Regions from separate parts of the Macaca mulatta genome. Here region 2 is linked to region 1. The links are chromatin contacts, called in public Hi-C maps. All regions are on one chromosome and are shown on one strand. Each heading gives the region's core, a stretch centred on a gene start, on an enhancer-like site or on the middle of the called end of the contact. The rest is flanking DNA. Distances are from core to core; before and after follow the strand shown. Region 1 holds the start of AFAP1L1 (actin filament associated protein 1 like 1). Region 2 holds the start of CSNK1A1 (casein kinase 1 alpha 1).

The links. A called contact is a pair of places that touch in the nucleus more often than the background predicts.
Region 2: a contact with region 1 is called in a Hi-C map of fetal cortex germinal zone, with 2.9 times the contacts expected there. The contact joins the promoter of CSNK1A1 here to the promoter of AFAP1L1 in region 1. A contact is called at or near these places in 2 of 14 Hi-C or Micro-C datasets (fetal cortex germinal zone and liver).

Annotation. Positions count from the first base shown.
Region 1 is chr6:158,232,063-158,236,437 of T2T-MMU8v2.0, forward strand. It overlaps AFAP1L1 (actin filament associated protein 1 like 1), which reads left to right and starts at 2,534. Exons shown (of 19, transcript XM_028849832.2): 1 at 2,534-2,742. The coding sequence starts at 2,718.
Region 2 is chr6:158,513,118-158,517,492 of T2T-MMU8v2.0, forward strand. CSNK1A1 (casein kinase 1 alpha 1) reads right to left here and starts at 2,468. Exons shown (of 10, transcript NM_001261235.1): 1 at 1,859-2,468; 2 at 1,082-1,188. The coding sequence starts at 1,981.

The DNA of each region.
Region 1 (4,375 bases), core at 1,284-3,783:
GTCTTTGCTCGCACTGCTCTTTGCCCATAACGTTATCTCCTCATTACACATTCTCAGTTGCCCCCCTTCCAAATGTCTGTCATCCATTACAGCCTCTATGATTAGTGAAAAAGTCTTGCTTTGTCTGATGGACTCCAAGACCACTTTATTTCTCCTCTGGTACTTTTCATACAGTAATTTTTATTATATTATTTTATACATATCTATCTCCTCTACTAGATTGTATATTCCCTAAGGGTGGGAATCATTCCTACTTAGCATTTCTTCTCTCAATAGAAACTTGCACAGAGTGCAATCGATATTGCCTAAGTGAATTTATGGACAGTGTGGATTGTTAGTTTTTATGAGGAATAAAGAACTCACTAAAGGAAACTTACAGAAAAAAAAAAAAAAAGTTATTCCTTGTCCAAACCCGCAAATAACTTTCTCATCCATCTCAGTTACTCTGACAGCAACCAAGCTGTAGACAAGTTAGTCAACATTGCCATCTAGTGGATATTATGGGTAATTATTTAAACCAGAACCCCTATACCTTCCCAGTAACATTTTTTTTGTTGATTCTCAGAACTGTGCACAGACTGTGTTCTCCCATTTCTATATCCTTCCCAGACCACAGCTCAGTTAATTCCACTCCATAAATTATTCCATGGACACTTAATACATTTTCCTTAGCCTTTTTTACTTTTTTGTTCCAATTCTCTGAATATATCTCCAAAGTCCTTGAAAGTTTCTGAAAGTTCTCTAAAAGTCTCTACTGGGCGGGCATGGTGACTCATGCCTGTAATCCTAGCACTTTAGGAAGCTGAGGCGGGAGGAGCGCTTGATCTCAGAAGTTCGAGACCAGCTTGGGCAACATAGTGAAACCTCATCTCTATCTTAAATATTTTTTTAAACATTATAAAAATAAAAATCTCTATAAAAGCCTCCATCTGTTTTTGCAACAGTAACATTTCATACTGTTTTTCTAAATTATTTCAAATGAAATTTTATGTTTTTAGAAGAATTAGTGAGCTAGCCTGAGAACTTAAATACAATTTATGGCCTTGTTTCCAAGTGTTTCAGAGTTCAGACAATAAACTTTTAAAACTTAATCCACTGGCAAATTGTTGGTTGGCTGCTTTAGAATTTAAACTGACCTTTTCAAATTGGAAAAGGGGACAGCAACAAAGAGGAACTCAGAAAATAATAATGGCTCATATTTTATAGCTGTTTGTGGTTTGTAAAGTGGGTTTGTATCATTTCATTTGCTCTACCAACAGTCCTGTGAGGACTTACAGTATGAGGCTTCCCATAGCACAGATGAGCAAGAAAATCTCATTGATGAAAAGTTATTATACAATGTAGTATTTAGATTGGTGCAAAAAGTAATAGCGTTTTTTGCCATTACTTTCAATGGCAAAAACCACTATTACTTTTGCATCAAACTAACAGAACAAGAGTCATGCACAAGTTTTCATACATTGTTCACGACATCACGTTTGGTCTGAGTGCTCATACACATACACAACTAAATAAATTACTGATGCAATATTTTAAGACAATGTTGATTTTAATTTGCCCATAAAAGCAATAGAGAAAATATTCCCGGCCAGGCAAGGTGGCTCATGCCTGTAAACCCAGCACTTTGGGAGGCCGAGGCAGGTAGATCACCTGAGGTCAGAAGTTCGAAACCAGCCTGGCCAACAAGTTGAAACCCCCGTCTCTACTAAAAATACAAAAATTTGCAGGGCATGGTGGTGGGCGCCTGTAATCCCAGCTTCTCAGGAGGCTGAGGCAGGAGAATTGCTTGAACCTGGGAGGTGGAGGTTGCAGTGAACCGAGATCGCGCCACTGCACTCCAGCCTCAGCAACAAAGCAAGACTTTTCAAGAAAAAAAAAGAAGAAGAAAAGAAAAGAAAGAAAATATTCCCAGTCCAGGAAAATACAGGCTGGTCTTTCCCAGGCCTTTTCTTGACTCCATACCTTTGTGGTGGGTGTTCCTCATTCCAGAATGTTCTAAGTAGGGAACGGTGGCCAGCTCAAAGCTGAAAACCATGGCCTGGCCCATGGTGGGAGGAGCGGTATCTAGGATAACAATTGGTCCTGGACTTTATGAAGGGTCTTAAAGTCAGACATTTGATATTGTCTATAAATGAATGAGACCTATTTTCACAAGATATACCAATAAGGTGAAGAAGTTGACATTCTTCATACAGCTTTAAACTTAGATCCCATTATTGTTCCACACTGGTCATAGCAATATTTTCTACAATCTTGCGAAAAGTACACTTACATTGCACTGTATTTTGTATGCTAAAAGTATTCATTTCCACATTTTTTATCACTGTTTTGCATGTTTTCACGTGTTATTCATTTTTCTATTCTTTTTCTGAATTCTCCCAGATCCTCGTATGTTTTCACGTTTTAGTACACAAGGAACATCAAAAGTTGAAAGTGTCCCAATCCCTTGCCCACCTTTCAGCAAGTCTCTCTTTCTCCCTTTCCCAGGTGCTTTTCTTTCTGAAGATCTTTGTTACTATTTAACTCCTCTTTCGCAACACCACTGACATTGCACCCGCATCGCCGCGGGCCCACTGTCTGGCTTAGAAGGTGCTCCGGAAAGACCCGCGGCGAATGGAGAAGACAAGCCCAAAGCCTGGAAATGGGTGGCGGCTGCAGGGAAGGGGGTTTTGATTCCATAGGATAAAAAAGGACTCCAACGGTCTCCGCATTCAGGAATGGAGCGGGCTGAGGGGTGCGGTGGTAAGACCCCATCATTAGCGGAGTGCAAGCAAAGCCGCACACCTCCTGGGTTCGGGCTGGGGCGGGCCGCGCGGGCGCCGGAACGAACGCGTGCGGACTGGGAAGCGGGTCCTCCAAGCCCGAGCTAGAGCGCCGCGGAGGGCGAGCTGGCGGCAGGGCGCGGCGCGGGCGTGTGCGGCACCACGGGACAGCGGCCGGCGGCCCAGGGGGCGAGGCGTGCTCGGGTCTATTCCGGGAGCGGCGCTGAGGGGCGGGGGCGGGCGCGGGCGCGGGCGGGGCGGGGGCGGCCGGCGAGCATCCTGTCTGGGGGAGGGGACCGCGGAGAGCGCCGGCCGCTGGGCTGGCCTGAGAGCTCAGCGCGCCCGCCGCCACCAGCCGCGCCGAAGCCCCCGCGCCCTGCGGCCCGCTCCCCGGGGACTAGGCCGGCGCCATGGACCGAGGCCGGGGTAAGAGGGGCCGTGACGCCCGCACTTGTTGCTGCGCCGGGCGAGTAAGGGAGACCGGGCGATCTGAAGCCGGAGAGGAGGAGGGAGAGAGGCGGGCGGTGGGGCGGGGGCTGAGGAAGGCTCGGAGGGAACTGGGAGACGCGGCGCTGGTGCACAGGTGCCTCCTGCTGCCGGGACAACCCGGTGCGTGTCAATGCCTGTGTCCTGGGGCCAATTCGCCTCTCGCGTGTGAAATCAGAGTTTTCGTAGGCTAAGGATTTGTAACTTCATAAAAGATCCCCCTCTAGATGCCGGAGGACAGCGAGCTCCTCTGACCCCATTCCACTCTAAAGGGGAAAACAAGGTTTCCAGGTTCAACTCCCTAAACACCCGCCGTGGGCAGTCCCTGGGGAGAAGCCCCAGGGGACCGAAGTTTGCAGCTGCCTAGGGCATTGGGAGAAGGAGGAGCGCCGGGAGCAGGCGCGCCTGTGCATGTGTGCGCGTGGGAGGGAGGAGGCGGGGGTGGTTCTATCCCGGACCAGCTGTGTCCTCTGCCCAGGCCCTCCTCTCTGGACCAGCGACAAAGTTGGACTAGATGATCTCCAAGGCACCTTGCTGACTCTTTTCCAGTGTATTTGGTAGACGTTTCACAGAAATGGAGGGGACTTACTGGAATTGAGATTGATGTGAGCCGAGAGGGCAGCATTGGTAGGGGGCTAGCGCACATCTTTTTCTTTTTGTTTTGTGTTGTTTGAGACTGAGTTTCGCTCTTGTTGCCCAGGCTGGAGTGAAGTGGCGCGATCTCGGCTTACTGCAGCCTCCGCCTCCCGGGTTCGAGCGATTCTCCTACCTCAGCCTCCCGAGTAGCTGGGATTACAGGCATGCGCCACCACACTCGGCCAATTTTTGTATTTTTAGTAGAGAGCGGGTTTCACCATGTTGGCCAGGCTGGTCTCGGACTCCTGACCTCAGGTGATCCGCCGGCCTCGGCCTCTCAGAGTGCAGGGATTACGGGCGTGAGCCACCGCGGCCGGCAGCGCACATTTTAAGTAAAGGTCTAGACATGGCCTTTGGCAATGGCCAAATTGGCATGTGTGTGTCTGTAAAGAAGTGGCCTGCGGACACGTAAACAATGTCAAAGACTGGGAATCAGAACCCCAGGGTTTCAGTCTGCACCTCTGGAATCCAAAGAGATCACAGGTATGAAG
Region 2 (4,375 bases), core at 1,218-3,717, 280 kb after region 1:
TAATCCCAAAAGTTAAAACATTACTCTAAAACCCTCCAAAGTAAAGTTAACCATTTGACAGAACAATGTCTTTCTATCTCGTCATCTTTTATCCTCGTTACTGCAATTTGCACTCACCAATATTCCACACCAACAAAGGCCGCAATTTCTCTGATATTAAGATTTACTGCCAAACTCAACAGGTTAAAATTACTTATCAAAGTGTGGCTAAGTGATTAAGATTTCTTTTAATACAATTGATTTGAGTAAATTTTAACATAGTTGGTGCTGCTCAAACTGCCTTTGCCATTACCTATACAAATTTAGTCCCGACTGAAATGTGCCAAATATGACCATTCACGAAAGGAAAGCGTAATTAACACTTTTAAAAGAACCACAAAGGATTTTACATAGTATAATTCAACAATTTCATGTCACATCTGCTGCAGAGATCACAAACATTGTCACTATGCCATCTCCTTCCTCGAACCCCCACACCGCCTCCTGCAGCTTTATTCTTGGCTTTTCAAAGGTTTAATCCACTCGGGGCTGCTAAAGGAGGAATCAAGGAAGCATAATTTGTGAACCCAAGCTGAGAAAAGGGCAGGAATATGGGGTTGAGTCACGTCGTTCCGCCATTTTCTAAGCGGAGGAGGAAGACATGTTGGAACAAAAACACAACAAAAGAGCAGCCATTTCCCAAGCCAGCTCCAATAGCAACTCGAACTGACACTGCCGGGTCGCTTCAGCACCTTCAAATCCACTTCACTGGACAAACCTAAGAACATCAGACGTGCCGCCGTAAAAAAGGCAGCAGCCAACCCTTCCGCGTAGGGATCAAAGATGACCCGCACGCCTAACTGCAAACGAAAGCCTCGGGAAGAGAATGACGGAAGCGAAATGGAGCAGTGTAATACAATGAAATAAGTTGGCAAATTGAAATTTACTCAGTGATTGCGATGACTTACAGGAAGGCACCAGCTACAAGGAACCCAGGTAACTAAAACAAGACCCGGATTCAGCTGGTCTCATTACCTGCCTCTACCCACTTCCCCATTCCGTGCTTCCCTCAGCGGATCGCCTACATGCACGGGGTTCTTACCGTATGTGGGGGATGCCAACCCCACCTTGAAGAATCTTATAGAGCTTGCTCTCGTACAGCAACTGGGGATGCCTGGCCTTCTGAGATTCTAGCTTCACTGCCACTTCCTGCAGGGGAAAGAGGGGATGATGGCATCAACATCCCTACGGATTCAGTGTCATTTAGGAAAGGAGAGAGACATTAGCAAAACTCCAAGTCGCGACTACAAGGAAGAAGTGAAAAGCTGGAAAGAGAAAGCTCTCTGTAATTATAAAACGAGGCAACCAGCCTCAAAGGCCTCTTCAGGGGGTAGTGACGAAATCGTACGTCCTCTAAAGTGCAGGAAAATGATTCATCCAGAAAAAAGAAGCAACCTCTGAACGTAGTGAGAGGTTTTTAAGGAACTAGGCAATCGGAAACTGTTCTAATTGGAACAAGAGGCCCAGTAGGATTAAAAATTAAATAAAAGAAAAGCAAAGCAAAGCATGGGAATCACAGAAAGAGGATTTTGCCGTTTCCACCTTAAAAGTCGGTTAAAAAAAAAACAGCTCGACGAAGGGACATTTATGGGACGTGTTTAACAAGCTGGGAAACTAGTTCCCCCAACCTTTCTATCGGGTTCTTGACCCTTTTAGGGAGAGAGCGGGCGAGGATCGCAAGCCAGGAAAACTAGCTCCCTGGACTCCCTGGCGAGTGCGTGCGGTGAGGAAAGGCCCGAGCACTTTGGGGGTGCGCGGTGGTGGTGGGGGGAATGAGGAAAAGCGCAGCGTTATCGTGAACCCCACCCCAGGTGATTACCTCGCCGTTGGTGATGTTGATCGCCAGATAGATGTCCCCGAAGGAGCCAGACCCGATCTTCCGTACCAGTTTATATTTCCCTCCGACAATGAATTCGGCCTTAGAGCCGCTGCTACTCGCCATCCTGAGAGACGAAGATGGAGTCTGGGGCCAAGCCCCGACACCTCTGGGAAGACGACGGAGGCCTCTGGGGCTCCTACACTGGGCAAGGCTACGGAGGAAGGCGGCAGGAAACAGAACACGGAGGCCTTTACCGGCGTTCGGGGCCCAGAATCAGCCGAGCGGAACCTGATCACCGCCGCTCGGTCAGGTTTCTTTTTGCCAGGCCGCAGTTTGTGAAGGGCTTCTCGCGGTTACCAGGCTGGGCCACTTGTTTCTCGGCGGCCGCCGCTGCCTCGCTTGCGCGGCGACGTCGCGGGCTGGAAAAGGGGCGCGGTGAGCTAGGGCGGCGATACAGCTACCACCACTGCCGCCGGCTCCGGCCCTGAGGGACCCCTGTCACTCCGCCGACGCCGCCATCTTGTTACTCCAGCTCCAGCCAACACAAAATGCCCCCAGTCCCCGGGAGCCGCTTCTTCACGGCGCAGAGCACTCTGGGAAAGGGATCTGGGGCGCTCGCTCCGAAGGATCGGCAGCGAGAGGGCGGAACCGGATCCGTGAGAGTCGCGGCCCACGCTCCGAGCGTCACCCTGTCACCGCCCAGTAGCGCATGAGCGCTGCAACTCCTGCTGACTGCGCAGGCGTGCCGCGGCCTGCCTCACCCCGCCCCGGGCTTTCTTCCACTTCCGGTCGGCGGCGGCTCAGCTGGTGTTACCTGTTACTCGCCTCGGACCCGCAGGGTCTCTGGAAGGCTGAGTGGCCCCAGGCCTCGATGTTGGGAGGAGTCACCTTCATGTTTCGTGTCAGGCCTCCTTAGGAGTTGGGTATTGACCTTTGCTCTTTGAGGCGGTTTTTAACCTTTGATCTTTCTTCTGGCCGCTCCCCAGGACCGGCCTATTCCAACCCAGTTTCTGTTTGGAAAGAGGCTATCGCCTCTGGTGGAGAGGAAGAGAAAAGCAGCCCGCGTTGAGGAATCGTTCAGGGCTCTCGGTTATAGCAAAACCTAGCTAATTACCCTTCATAATTAGAATTTTCTTCTCTACTACGGAGTGTTATAGACCCTCTTTCCACAGGAGGGGAAAAAAGAAAGAAGCCGGAATCCCCCTGCCGTCCTACGTCTTTGCATTATTGCCTCACTACCACTTTTGATCTTCAGAAGAAAACCCAGTATCTTGTTCATAGTGAAGATTAGGGATAGATGGAATCAACAGAAAATTAATTTAACAAGAGTGAAAAAACTGTTATGCCCCCCAACCCCACCAAAACAACAACAAAGAATCGTATGTTGGTCATGTTGAAAACCGCAGTATTAACCTGAACAGAGTAGAGGTAACTATTACAAAATTTAATTGACAACATTTAAAGCTACACGGAAATTTTTTTCTTTTTTACTAAAAATCGATCAGAGAATCAAATCTTGACCACATTTTGTATTACAAAATTTGACCTGGGAAAATTGGGTTGAGTAATAGTAATGTTCACAAAAGAAAGCTCCATGGTTTATGCTATCATCTTAAGTCAGACCTCAGTCGTAAACATTTAAGCTAAGCCTATCCTAAATAAAATTTAATTAAAATAGAAATGAGGGCCGGGCGCAGTGGCTCACGCCTGTAATCCCACCACTTTGGGAGGCCGGGGCGGGCAGATGACTTGAGGTCAGTTGTTCGAGACCAGCCTGGCCAACATGGCGAAACCCCGTATCTACTAAAAATACAAAAATTAGCTGGGTGTGATGACGTACACTTGTAACCCCAGCTACTCGGAAGCGGAGGTTGCGGTGAGACTAGATCACGCTACTGCACTCCAGCCTGGGCAACAGAGAGACCCTCTCTCAAAAAAATAATTAATTAAATAGAAATGAGAGAAAAATGTGAAGAATTTTAACTGCACCTTTGAAAGGTGATCAAGTAATTAAGGTTAGTAATAGGGTTCATCTCGGAAGATAACTGAAGAGAGAGGGGAAGAGACTTCCCCTAAAGTTTAGCATGAAGTTTTAAGGCACAACCAACACCCAGGGTGCCCAACTCCCAAATCACCACTATTAGACATCGTTCGCCTTTGGTGACTCTAAAGCATGTTTTGACTAAGTTAAAATCTGCTGTTAAATTCTGGTCTAAAACGCAGCCGGGTGCAGTGGCTCACACCTGTAATCCCAGCACTTTGGGAGGCCAGAGGCGAGTGGATCACCTGAGGTCAGGAGTTCGAGACCATTCTGGCCAACATGGTGAAACCCCGTCTCTACTAAAAAATACAAAAACTAGCTGCGCATGGTAGCGTCTGCCTGTAGTCCCAGCTACTCAGGAGGCTGAGGCAGGAGAATCGCTTGAACCCGGGAGGCGGAGGTTGCAGTGAGCCGAGATGGTGCCCCTGCACCCCAGCCTGGAGACAGAGCAAAACTCCGTCTAAAAATTAATTAAT